3 separate regions of the Mus musculus genome follow, and regions 1 and 3 are each linked to region 2. The links are chromatin contacts, called in public HiChIP or PLAC-seq maps. All regions are on one chromosome and are shown on one strand. Each heading gives the region's core, a stretch centred on a gene start, on an enhancer-like site or on the middle of the called end of the contact. The rest is flanking DNA. Distances are from core to core; before and after follow the strand shown.

Region 1 (4,154 bases), core at 435-2,934, 400 kb after region 2:
AATAGAGAGCAAGAAACATGGTTGAGCAAGTGTGTCTGTGGTAGAAGGAAGCATCTTTTGGCTATGGACCCAAGATGCCCAAGCTGGGATCTTGATGTAGATCTATTTCCATACTCCTGATGCATCACCACACTGATTGTCATACTGCCTGTACAAGTTGCAGTCCCACCATCAATGGATGAGTGTTCCCCTTACTGTTGTATCATGACAGCATGAGCTGTCATTTGTGTTATTGATCTTAGCCATTCTGGTGGATGTAAATGAAATTGCAAAGTAGTTTTGATTTTCATTCCCCTGATGACTGAAGATACTGAACACTTCTTTAAACATTTCTCAGCCATTTGAGTTTTCTCTTTTGAGAATTATGTTTAGATCTGTACCCCAGTTTTTAATTGGGTTTGTTTTCTTGATACCTAAGGTTGTTTTCTGTTTAGTTATATATTTTGGATATTAGTCTTCTATCAGATGTAAATGGATAGAACTAGAAAAAGTTATCTTGAATAAGGTAACACAGAACAAGAAAACCAAGCCTGATCTTTTACACAATGAATAAAAGGCTAAAGTAGGGGGGTAACACCCTATGTCTAAAGAGAAGTAGTTTCCCTCCTGCCTATTTCCCAAAGGCAGGAGGAAAAAAAATACACATTCATGAACAGCATCAATATGTTTTTATAGTGATAACCTATATAGATAAGGTGTTAAAGTTTTCTAATGTATATTCATTTATCTATACAAAATATTTACACAAACACCTATAACTTATCCTACCTGCCTTTGGCGGTCTGGTGAGATGAGATCTCAGACTGTGGGTCTCACTGACCTGGAACTGAACAATTCTTCTGCAATGGGCATGGCCATGGCCACCTTCTTTACTAAGAGAAAATTCTATGGTACAAACAGACAGACAGACAAACAGGCAGGCAGGCAATCCAGATCTTACTGGGTACCTTAGACTCAGGGAAAGGTCAAAGGTCTTGGAAGTTTACTTGTCATTCTCTGGAATGGGTAATTCTTATAATTAAAGGTAACAAACGTCTGCTGTGGTAGTGTCTGCCTTTAGCAATCAGTAAACAAAGGCAGGGCCATCTCTGTGAGTTCAAGGCCAACATGGTTTACATAGGGCATTTCAAGCCAGGTAGTGAGACTACCATAACCACTACCACCACCACCACCACCACCACCACCACCACCACCAAAGCAGAAATCAATAAAGGATCATTAGACAGCAACTTGCTAAGGTTCAGCCTTCTGTACTAAAGGAGTGTCTTTCCCTTTGCTATGGCATTGCATTTGCTGAAGCAGAAATGTGTGTCACTATGTCCCAAAGGCAAAAATATATACATTAAACAAACAGGAAAAAAAAAAGACAAAAGAAAAACCCACCAACAGTCACACACTGCAGGTGTACAGATTGTCCCCCAGCCGGCCTCTCTGTGCCGACATCCTGTGAGGTTGCTGCATCTGTGAGGAGCAGGGGAGAGAGAAAGGCTTCCTCAGGGAGCAGAAGTCAACATTTTTTAGAATTTATCATAATCTTGCAGGGCCTCTGTGTCCTCAGACTAAGTCTTCCCTCTTTGGGAGCAATCTCTCCCTGTCAGCTATCACACCTCCAGTGTAGATGCCCTCTTGCCACTTTCCTAGGTGGCCTATGAACTCATGAAGGCAGCAACTGTGGTACCGTGTACTAAACAGAACCTCCCTTGAGACAAATCTACAAAGCATTTCTTCATTGATGTGACACAAAACACTAACTTTTGGAGAGTGGGCAGAAAATTCTAGAATTTCTATTCATGCTTACCTTTTAGCCAGAAATATAAGCGATGCCAACATTTATTATCTCTTAAGGCCTAGATTAGAGAGTTATATACATATAAAATATAAAACTATAATATAAAAATATAAAATGAAAAAAGTCTTGTTATGACTATTTGTTTTTGTTTTTCTGTGTTGATTAAAAATATTTGGAGATCACAGCTTCAGTGGTGAGTTAATGATTATTGCTTGAAAAATCAGTAACTCAAAAGAGTTTTAACTTTAAATAGGAAAACCTAATGCCTAAGAAAAATATGGGATATTTGTTTTAACCAATAAGCAAATATACATACTGTGGCCAGCTTGTATATTAAAGCTTACATACAGGATCTTGAGAGTTATTTTAGCTTTCAAAGATCATTCCCCATGCATGTATGGAGAAGGATTTTGAGGAAGCTGAAATTCTAATGGTCACAGTATAATATGACTAAAGAGACAGGCTACGGGGAGCTGGGCACTCCCTGACTTCTGGCAATGAAATTTGACACCATTTTTTTCTGAAGGATATCTTGACAAATTTATCAAGACTTTTAAAACATACTTGAGACAGATCTGGAAGGGCCTAAAGACATTGGGAAGGAGAAAAAAAAAGGAGAGACCCCCCCCCAAAATAAAACAAAAACAAACAAACAAACAAACAAACAAAATCCTGAATGAAAATCTCTGGTCCGGCAAGGCCATCTTTGAAGTTTAAAGATTTATGTAGCTATTTACCCAGAAGAATGATAATCATATTATATCTAATACTAACAGTCATATTCAACCCTAGTGCCAACCATATTTAACTTTTGATACATGTTTTATAGCAAGTCAATGTAGCAAGAGCCAACCATTAAATTTGATAGGCAGACACAGATGTAATTACATTGAAAGTTAGTTCTGTAAAATTAGAATGGGTCATCCAGAGTGAGTCTATCAGTATGAGGCCACATAGGAAAAGCCTGCCTAGAGAAGGCGGGGCTGTAGAAGTACATGTCCACTTTAATCCCAGCACTCAGGAGCCTGGTCACGTGGAGCTCTGATTTGGAGGCTAGCCTGGCCTACTGAGTGAGTTCTGGGACAGTCAGGACTACACCGAGAAACCCTGTCTTGGAACACCAGAAGGGGGGGGGGGTTGGTCAGGTGTAGATTTGTGTGACCACCACAACAGTCAGAACCAGTAGTCATCACCTCAAAATCCACTTGGGCTGCAGGTTGGAGTCATGTGGCCTTGTTCCTGGCCTGCACCTGAGTTTAGGAGATTCTTGCTGCCATATTTCCCCTTCCCATAGTGTTATGTCAATGTAGTCAAGCAATGCTGCTGAGTTTTGTCCCCGGCCTTCAGCTGTTGGTTTATTCTTTTAAGAACTCAAGGTGTTTTCTCTCAAGGGAACCATGATCAATCAGAACTCCTATCATATCTGTATAAGGGTTTTTCTGTGAAAACAGGACGTGCCGCTTAAGAGGACTTTTGGTGTTGGGTGAACCTATCAAACCTTTACATTCCCATCGGCAACATATACAAGAGAGGGACAGTGATATTGGATTCTTGTCAGCATTTGCTATTGTTAGCTTTTACAAATGATTTCCTATTAATGACTCAAATAGAAACACAGCAACCACAGTGTGCTTTGTTTTCCTTCCTAATGAGCATCCCATGTACTTGCTTGCCATCCATGCATCTTCTAAGATGCTGCACTTATTCATAGTGTAGGTACATTTTGAACAATTAGACAAGCTTCTTACTCCTGAGTTCTGAGTGTTCTTTATATGCAGACAGAAATGCCTTCTTAGATATGACTAGCAAGAGTCTCTGTTCTTTACCTTGCTCTTCTCTCTTAAGAGAATTTTTCATAGAGTAATTCATTTAGCTTAGGTTAACTTTTTTATTCCTATTCATATTGTATTTTTACTTCTGTATCAAAAGTATTTTCATAACAGCCCATTTTGAGTTAATGTTTATATGGTGCGATGTTAAGTAGGTACATGCATTTGCATAGAGATATCTTATTACTACAACATAAAATTTTGAAAACACATTAAGTTGCCTTGGAGATTATTAAACGAAATCAGATGGCCATACACATGTAAGTGTACTTTTAGCCTGGGGCCTATGTGTTTATATGCTTTCTCATACAGTACTGTCTGAGTATTTTACAGTCACTATGAAATCACAAAGGTGACTCCTCCAACCGTATTCTCTCTTAGTTTTGTTTTGGTTATCATAGCTCCCTTGCTTTTACAAACAGACCTTAGAAACAGTTTCTTTATTATTATTATTATTATTAGGTATTTTCCTCGTTTACATTTCCAATGCTATCCCAAAAGTCCCCCATACCCACCCCCACAATCCCCTACCCACC
Region 2 (4,412 bases), core at 275-2,774:
TGTAGTTTTGATGTTTCATTTAGAAGTATCCCTTACATGTAAGTGCTTCTTCCTCGCCTGTCACCATGGCACCAAGCTATAGGAATCAGATTCCATAAGCAAATTATTAACTTTTGAATAATATAAAAATGTGACAACTTGGGTATCTCAGAGGAAAGAAAGTCTAAAACTGCAAAGGTGTATCCTGCAAATGATGGTAGCCTATTGGGCTCTGAAACACCTGGTGGTGTTGCTACACTGGGAGGAGTAGCTATGAGCTGTCAGATCTAACCCCTGCCACAACAGCCAAGGACAGTGTCTCTAGAGCCATTCAGTTTTACCAGGCTATCATCACCCCCACCCCCAAGTCATGATATAACCTTGCTCAAACGCTGGTCCATGTTCACAATCCATCAGGATTTCAGAGAGGAGTTATAAAATTCATACCTCTGGCTGGCACTTCCAAAGACGTTTAATGTAGTAGTTCTAAGGAAGGACCAATGATTTGTGCTTCTAAAAAGCCTAGGTAACTTCAGTGGCATTGGCTCCTGGAACATAGTTCAAGTTTCACTGAGTTCGGCAAAGTACCTTCCATCCTTTGGAGAACCCCAGGATTTGAAAGGTTCCAAACTCCTGTTGTATAGGGATTTCTTTTGTCTCGAAGTCTTTCCTTACCATTTTAGCATTATAATTTGAAACTATCCATTCACTATCCCTTGTCCACACACTGGAATCTGTAAGAAAGCCATCAAACCGATGGCTGTCCAAACTACCTCCTCTGGATTTGATTGGATGAGAATCCTGGGGATTGGAATAAATGTGTGGCATCAGTGTTTCTTTGATCTAGGGGACTCCACATGCAGCTAAAATGGAGAAATGCTGGGGTGGCTACACAGCTCATGGAAAGTATTCATTAACTCTGAAGGAAAATGCACTACAACAGAGTCCTCTTCTACCTTAAAACAGAGTGAATGAAAAAAATTAATTCACAAGGTATTGAGCCATGAAGCCATGACTAGGTGGTTGTTCACAACCTAAGTTTAGATTCTAGCAATCACTCTGTCTTCTCCCACCCTCTATAACGCAGTATGGAGGGGAATGTGTAATTGACCAGATTCTATGTGGCATTTCAAATTATCAGACCATCAGACATTCTCAAACCTGCCTGAACTCTTGGTATCCCTATCATATAGGGTGACTCAAAAGGCCCATAACATGCATATGAGTAAACCAAAATATCACAGAAATAATTTTAAAAATAAAGGTACAACTCTGTCTCTGAAATACCTCCTAAGTATATTCTCCTTTATCCTGTTTGTCTATAAGAACTTAAAGAGATGCACAGGCTGATGGTAATCCCAGAAGGATTAAAGAGAAAGAAAAACTGACTTCTTTAACAAAGAAATAATATGAAAACAACAAAGAACCTAATTCTAAGAAAGATGATGTAGGTTCTTAAGAAGCCAGCTGTTAACCTCTTAACCATCAACCACTGACTACAACCAAGGGTTCAGTTCACTAAGTTCAATCATCTAGGTTTCGGTTCCTACATCCTATACTGGGACTTGCATGCTAATGCAGCAATGGGGTGGGCACGAAAGGGGGAGGTACTGGAAGGGGATGCTCTGGAGGAGAAATGCCCTAGCTGTAGGAACTGGAATGAAGAACCTGCACAACTCTTTGTCATCATCTGTATGCCATAATTCTGATGTATAGATGAACATCCAATAGAAAAACATACTCAATGATAGATGTGTGATAAACCTACAAAATGTATGTTATCACAGAGATGATGGCAATAAATTCCTTAGAGGGTGAAAAATGGTAAGCGGCCTTTAAGAAGCTGAACTGTGCCAGTAGAGAGCAGACTTGGAGGCAAGAATATAACAAAGTCTTCTCTTTTCACTGCTGCAATCATCAATGCTTTCCCTCTTACTTCAAACTGGGAAAAGGGGGCACCTAGATCCTTCTCCTTCGCTCTCCAAAGACTCTTAAATTTGTTTTAAGTTCTTTAGGGGACAGGAAGCACCTTTGAATGCCACAGTGACAGTGGCCACACATGCATCTGAGAATGGAAGGAGAGAGCTGGTGGGCATCCTAATCGGGTAAGCCCATGAAATGAACTGGTATGAGGAGCCTATGTCTTCATCAGATATTTAGCTGAGCAGTGCCTTGAAACCATCAGAAAGTGCTGTGATGTGACAGACCAAGAAAATAAACCTTTCTCATCCATTGAATGACCTTCTCAGCCTTTTCAACTTATGAACACCTCTGTTCAAAACTGAAGCTAGGAATGTGTGGCTTCTCTAAGTAATGAAGCTTTTCCTCACTCTATCCAGCTCCTGTCTTTTAACTGACTAGGGGAGTTTGCCAGGCTCATCGATCCAGATACTCCTATGTGAATCTCGGTCTTCCCTCTCTCCCTCCCTCTTCTTTGTAACATGGTCTCCATCTTTGGGCTTGAACGTGTGATGTTCCTCCCTCAGTGCCCTGTGTGGACCGTTATGTTTCGTGAATCTCAGTCCAAGAAAGAAGTATATACATCAGTGTTTTCTTGAATCTCTTCTTTCAGACTTAATACCGTGTCTGGTTTCTAGGTCTGGCAGGATACTAGTAGCCTGGAAGACTCTTCTCAACGCCACATAACAGAACACACCAGATTTTGCAAGGTTCACAGAGTGTGGTGGCTCGTGAAATGAAGTTACATGGAGAGGGGACAGGATGTGACATGTGCACAATACCTAAGAATAGTCAGAGACCCACACAAAGACTGAGTGTCACAGAACCCTTAATATGCAGAGCCTGAATTCATGTTCTCCCTATGTGAGAACTCATTGGGGAATGTTCACTCTCAAGGCCATTCATGGCTAGTGCTGGCTGTCTTGTCTTCATTGTCATGAAAATAGCACCAATCCCTCTCCTGAAGAACCTACCTTCACCATGAATAAGGAGATAAGTGACACTGACTAAAGTTCTTTCAGTTGCTATCTGGGCAATCTAAAATGTGGGCGTGTAAACAAACATGGCAAGATATTAGAAAAATTAATATTCTATCCTTCAATCTTCATTTTCTTCACCTAACTAACTAAATTACTAATTGGGACTGTACTTAGAACTCTACCAGACAGTGTTATTTTTAAGAAAACACTAGGGTTAAGATAACTAATGAAAATGTGTCTGAGGTGATAGAGATGGGAATTACCCTGCTTTGCTCTTTCCCTCACACATGTATGGATCAAAAATACACATTCAACATCATCATATGAGGATTTATAAACACCATCCACCAACTGGAAATATCATGTGAAAATAAGCCGGTAAAGAGCTGTATGTGATCCTAGTAGGCAGGTCCCTTTACAAAATATGGCAAATGGTATGAAACCCTCAATTGTACTTATAGGTTTTAATTACGAAATAGTCACATTCAATAATTGAATAATGCTCCTCAGTATAGCACTGCTTACACAGTGACTGCAGTTGCTCCCACACTGGAAAGCCGGAGAGCCACCCAGCTGATGGTGTCTTCTGTTTCTGTCATCTATCATTTACTCAGTGCCCTCTGTGCACCAGTCATTTCTCTAGGCTCTGCCATATAAAGGTACAAACAGGTAAACGCACAAAACAAATGGAAATGTTGCCCCCTGTAAAACCTGCACTGGAGCAGGTAAAAAAGAATGATTAAGAAATAAACAGATAATATGAGTTGAATGTCAAGTAGCAATACATACGAGGAGAAATGGCAGAGGAAGGAAGGGGAATAGCTGGGATGGTAGCAGGGTGTTGCAGCTTTAAAGAACAGGATTGAGAAATACCTCACCAGGGTGGCATTTGGGCAAAAATGTAAATGGAGTAAGGGAGTGAGTCACAGAATATCTGGGGGCAGGAGAGGAAGAACCAGCAGATTACCAAGTAGAGGAGACGAAGGCCAGGCTCCGAAGGGTGCTTGCAGCACGGTGCTTTCTACATGGCTAGATGTTGCCAGAGGTTACCCAGAGCTCATGGCACAACAAACGCTGCTTTCTCTTTTCTCTGTTTATCTTTAATTCTATGCAATAAATATGAACTGTAACTTTGCCATTTTTAAGAATCAGAAGGAAGATACTTTGAAATGAATCGCAGAATCTCCTCAAAGCCAGAGTTTAATTTTAATGCATCCCTATATTTACCCAAGCTAAAATGTAATGTGCGGGCATCTTTCTAAATAACTCAGCTCAAAATGCTCTTTGAGATCCTCGGATTGAAAGCAAGAAGATTTATTATCTTTGAAAAAGATGACGTCTCCCCACTTTTAAATTGGACAGTCTCTCTCCATATTTAGCTAATACTGAACTTCTGGGACTACACTAACTTCATCAGAACTCTTCCTAAACTCACAGATAACCTCTCCACCCAGAGGTAGACCCTGCTGTACCATGGCTGATGGAGCATATCCC
Region 3 (4,431 bases), core at 1,335-3,834, 320 kb after region 2:
AGGACAAGAGGGAGTTGTGACTGATCCTGGTTGAGACCAGCATAGTAGACTTCTGTCTTGATCCTCAGTACAGCCCCAGAACGTGATACTTGATCTGTGTGTTACCTCACACTGATGGGGTGAGGCCAGGCAGGGTCACATGGTGAGCACAAGGGCGTGAGTCTCAGTTTGGGTTCCAGAGCTGTGTTCAAAACCCACCTGAATAGAGGTGGTGGCATTGTTCTCCAAGGTCAGCAGAGCTGTGCCACATCGCGTCGTCAGGGTCTTCTTCCCTGAACTCAAGAAGCTAACCACCACATCTGACCAGTAATGCAGGAGAGCCTTCCTTGAGCTTCTTCTCTCTGCTGCTCTGCCCTGTGACCACCCCTAGCACGTTACTTGGTGTTTCTAATAGTTCAGATCTACAGCCTTGCTGGTGAGTCACTACGAAGCCTGGGACCACACAGCCTTCTGTCTAAATACTTCCGCTCAGCACAGCTGTGAAGGCACCCTTGAGTTCTCTGGTAAACAAGGCAGGGCAGTTACCTTGGTGTCTTTCCATATCCCTGTGTCTCTTAGGAGATGTTCACGGTCCAGACCCAAGAAGAAGCCTCTAGGCAACAATGAGACACATGGAGCCAGAACTTCTCTGTGCTTTCTTTGCTGAAATGCCTTTGTGAGATTTTTTTTTTTTTTTTTTAAAGCAGGGCTTTGCTGCCTCGTTTGGAAAAAGGCAGAAGGTACTAGCTTCATCTGATGAAGGATTTAACATGTGTTATTATTGTTGCTTTTTTAACCACCAGGGCTGTTAAATTTGCAAGGGTGGAATGCGTTACCTGGGAGGTAGCAAGTCCCCAGAACTGTGTGTTTTAAACAGATGACTGAAGACTTAGCAGCACATATGGAAGGTTTAAGAATGAGATGCTCTCTTAAGTACATCTTAGCCTTGTGACTGGATTATTAATATTCTACCATTGAAATAAAACAAAGTATGCTAATACCACAAAAAGTCACAGATTGGGGGGCGGGGTATTCTGAAGGTGTGGTAGGGCCAAATAGAAGGGCAGCAGTTGAGTTTTGATTTTTATTTTAGAAACCATGGGATTTTCAGTTTCTTTGCCTGCTTGCTTTTTTTCCCCCTTTTGGTTTTTCGAGACAGGGTTTCTCTGTGTAGCTCTGGCTCTCCTGGAACTCACTCTGTAGACCAGGCTGGCCTCAAACTCAGAAACTCACCTGCCTCTGCCTCCCAAGTGCTGGTATTAAAGGTGTTCATCACCACGCCCGTCTGCCTGCTTGCTTTTTAAACAAAGGAGTTATATACTAGTCACCAAATGTGCACGACTGTGAGGACTGTGCCTTCTGGCTACCCGTGGGTTGGGTTAATAAATTGTGAGCAACAGTGGCTTCTGTCACTCCCAGCAATGTCTTGTTTTCAAGGTTGATCGCCTTCGGTGTGTTCTTTTCTCCATTCTACAATCTCAGCAGCATTTGAGCCTGAGTCTCAAATCCAGGGAAATAATGGGTGTAGATCTGAGTTTCTAAAAGCCAAACAAAGGTGTAGAGAGGGGGTGAGAAACAGCCCTCTGCGGTTTGGTGGACCTAGGCCATTCTGACTGATTAGACTTCTTGCTGTGGTACACAAAACAGATTTCTTTAGAAATTAGAGGAGGGGATGGATGAGAAGAGCTAAACAAGAGACAGAGGATACACGAGGGCGAGGACCGGTGATAGTGGGTGAAGGGGGTGGGGCAGAGGGGCAGAGGGGCAGAGGGGCAGAGAGGCAGAGGGGCAGAGGCAGGTGGATCTCTGAGTTCCAGACAAGCCTGGTTTACAAAGTCAGTTCCAGGACAGCCAGCGCTACACAGAGAGAACTTATCAAAAAAACCTAAAGACAAAAAGAAAAACAAAACAAAGAAACAAACAAAAAAGAAAAAAGAAAAAGAAAAGGAAAGGGAAGGAAAAAAAATACTTTGGAAAAGAAGGTAAGATAGGACCTCATAGACAATGAGATTAATCTGCAGGCTCATTTTCAGTTTCAAACAGAGACTTATACTATTGTCTTTGTTTAAGTGTTTGTGTGTGAGAGCGTTTACCTGCATGCAGTTCTCACGGAGGCTTTGGGTCCCCTACAACTAGGGTTATCAGCAGCTGTGGGCTTTGTGATGCTGGTGCTGGAGACAGAATCTGGGTCTTCTGCAAGAGCAGTAAGTGTGCTCGACCACTGAACCGTCTCCCCAGCCCCCTAGGGAACTGTAAGTGTTCTCACTGCTCTACTCTGCTGTGAGCATGATTACCTAAAAACATCCCTGGGATGGGATGCCATTCTTGGTTAGCCTTCTTGGAAAGAAAGCTCCATTTCCTTTTTCTGGTGGGAGGAATTACATTCTTACACAAATTCAGCTTGTCTCTCGCAGGCTCACCATGCTCTGTTCCAAAGCCAGCTTCTTCTAATGAGGTCTGGAAGAAGGCTTCTTTTCTTGGACATACAAAAGGGTCTGTTCCAGAAACTAGCTTCCTGTGAGTGCCTGAGGTTGCAAGTGTTAGGGACTCAGCTTTCTTAAGAAGTTCTTATAAACAGTCACGCCCACTAGCACATGAAAGCCAGTCAGCCAGCCGACTGTTACCACATCCATATGTTCGAGTGCATGACCTTAAAAAGGAAACACACACCCTCAGCAAATCCAGAAGGATGCCCTGGCCCTAGAAGGCCTCGCCGTGGAAAAGTTAGAGAGTATTCCACATATCATCTGTTGCTGACCTTTACCTTGTAAGACTTTTTTTCTTTTAACAAGACCCCCAAAGTTATAATAACCCCTACTTGGTAACCCACACTGTCCCAAGCCCAGCTGCTTTTGCATGATAGATGTCACAGTTAAGTCATGCACAGTGACTATGGGCCCAGACTTACAGTTTTCCTCTTCAGATTACTGAGATAGGAGAAGAGACAGGCAGAGAGCGTGGCAGGTGACATGTGGACCCCCCCCCCCAAGTCAACCAAGAACCTGGAATTTCCAGATGCTAATCAAGGCAGTGCTCAAACTGGCACAGAGCCTTCCTCCTGGGTAAGCGGGTCACCCTGAGACAATGACTGAATTCAATAATAAATCACCCCACCTTTTTTTACCCATTGAGAGGGGCCAGTCTGACCGTTTTTTGCTTTTACCTCCAGCCGCTGACTCTCTTGAGGAAATTCTCCAAGGCTTATATGACTTGAGTATCTTACTTATAAGTTGGGTCCAGGGATCCTCAGAGTTGGCTCTTTCCGGTTTTAGGTATAACTACTGGATAATGTTTCCACCAGTAAAGCCCAGTCTCATCTCTCTAAGGGCTCTTGCCTTACAACCTAGTTGAAGGAAGACATGATTGTGTTAAAAATAGTGTGACATTAGTCATTATGTAGGGCAGAACTTCTGTTTGTTTTCTTTTTTCCTTGGGTGGACTGTCTGTACCTGAGAAAAACATCTGATGAGATTACTGATAAGCCTTTTGCAGAATTTCTCATAGTACTGTCTGGGTATTTTTAAAGGATTGTTTGAGGCCGGGGAAGTGTTTTCTGTGTAATATCTAATTTCACCAGAAGACGAAGACCTTCCTCTGCATTTCACTGGAGCTGTGGTTCATACTGCTCTTGGGGTTGTCGGACTGAAGGAGCAGTGACAACCAATCAAGTTGTGACAGAGACAAAAGAAAGAGAATATGACCAATGGAGAAAAGAGGGCAGAAAAACCAGAGGATGTGTTTGTCTGTAGAAAAGAGACATCCCTTGAGGGGAATACCCTTGGGAGGTGCTGAAGGAAATGGGGTGGAAGTCACTACAGCTTCAAGAGCTCTGAGGGGGGAAAGAACACGTAGGAACAGTCCCAGTGCCCGCCATTTTCCTTGGTCTTAGTATACGGGAAGCCTCCCGAGAGGGAACTTTTGTAAGACGATGTGAAGTGCACTGGAGGTGACAGGCAAACGTGTTTCTCAGTAACCACAGAAGTGACACTCTGGAAGAAGCCATGAGTTGGAGCATTTTATCTTTCTGTTTTGCATTTGCTTTAATTCACTGACTGCACAGTAAACACCCACCGGAGAGATTGGAAGGGCAAGATGGACTTTAACACTGGACCCAGGATTGTGGTGACTTACATACCTCGTCACCAGCAATGATAAGTCAAGAAAGGCTCTTCTCATGTGTGTGGCCTTTCTTCAGACATTTATTTATTCTGTGCTGGGACTGAACCCACGTCTTCATGCATGCTCAGCAGACGTTTTACCATTGAGCATCACAACAGACACACACACACACACACACACACATCCATGGTCATGCTTGCTGTGTTCACACGGTACCATTCCCTAAACGCAGATTAGATCAGGAGTGAAAAGAAATGGAGAGCTGGAGAGAAGTCACCCAGGCTCTAGGCTCACCTCTAAATAGCCCACCAGAGACGTCATCACTGCTCTTTC

Evidence for each region. HiChIP or PLAC-seq counts read pairs in DNA pulled down with a chosen protein or histone mark.
Region 1: a contact with region 2 is called in an SMC1A HiChIP or PLAC-seq map of large pre-B cells, with 5 times the contacts expected there. The contact joins two enhancer-like sites. A contact is called at or near these places in 1 of 15 datasets of contacts at CTCF or cohesin (large pre-B cells), 1 of 484 Hi-C or Micro-C datasets (pro-B cells) and 1 of 115 datasets of contacts at active chromatin or transcription factors (large pre-B cells).
Region 3: a contact with region 2 is called in a RAD21 HiChIP or PLAC-seq map of pro-B cells, with 2.4 times the contacts expected there. The contact joins two enhancer-like sites. A contact is called at or near these places in 1 of 15 datasets of contacts at CTCF or cohesin (pro-B cells), 1 of 484 Hi-C or Micro-C datasets (pro-B cells) and 1 of 115 datasets of contacts at active chromatin or transcription factors (large pre-B cells).

The regions. Positions count from the first base shown.
Region 1 is chr16:24,257,306-24,261,459 of GRCm38.p6, reverse strand. All of the region lies in intron 1 of Gm31814 (a long non-coding RNA gene), which reads left to right. Among named protein-coding and RNA genes, the nearest start is that of Gm31814, 3.8 kb to the left of the region's middle. Within about 2 kb of position 1,684, at least 9 of the 459 cell types and tissues checked have an H3K27ac peak or open chromatin away from gene starts, as enhancers often do.
Region 2 is chr16:24,656,368-24,660,779 of GRCm38.p6, reverse strand. The region is part of intron 5 of Lpp (LIM domain containing preferred translocation partner in lipoma); the gene reads right to left. Among named protein-coding and RNA genes, the nearest start is that of Mir28a, 170 kb to the left of the region's middle. Within about 2 kb of position 1,524, at least 24 of the 459 cell types and tissues checked have an H3K27ac peak or open chromatin away from gene starts, as enhancers often do. A contact at or near this core is called in pro-B cells, where this site is marked.
Region 3 is chr16:24,337,939-24,342,369 of GRCm38.p6, reverse strand. No RefSeq gene overlaps it. Among named protein-coding and RNA genes, the nearest start is that of Gm38456, 44 kb to the right of the region's middle. Within about 2 kb of position 2,584, at least 37 of the 459 cell types and tissues checked have an H3K27ac peak or open chromatin away from gene starts, as enhancers often do. A contact at or near this core is called in pro-B cells, where this site is marked.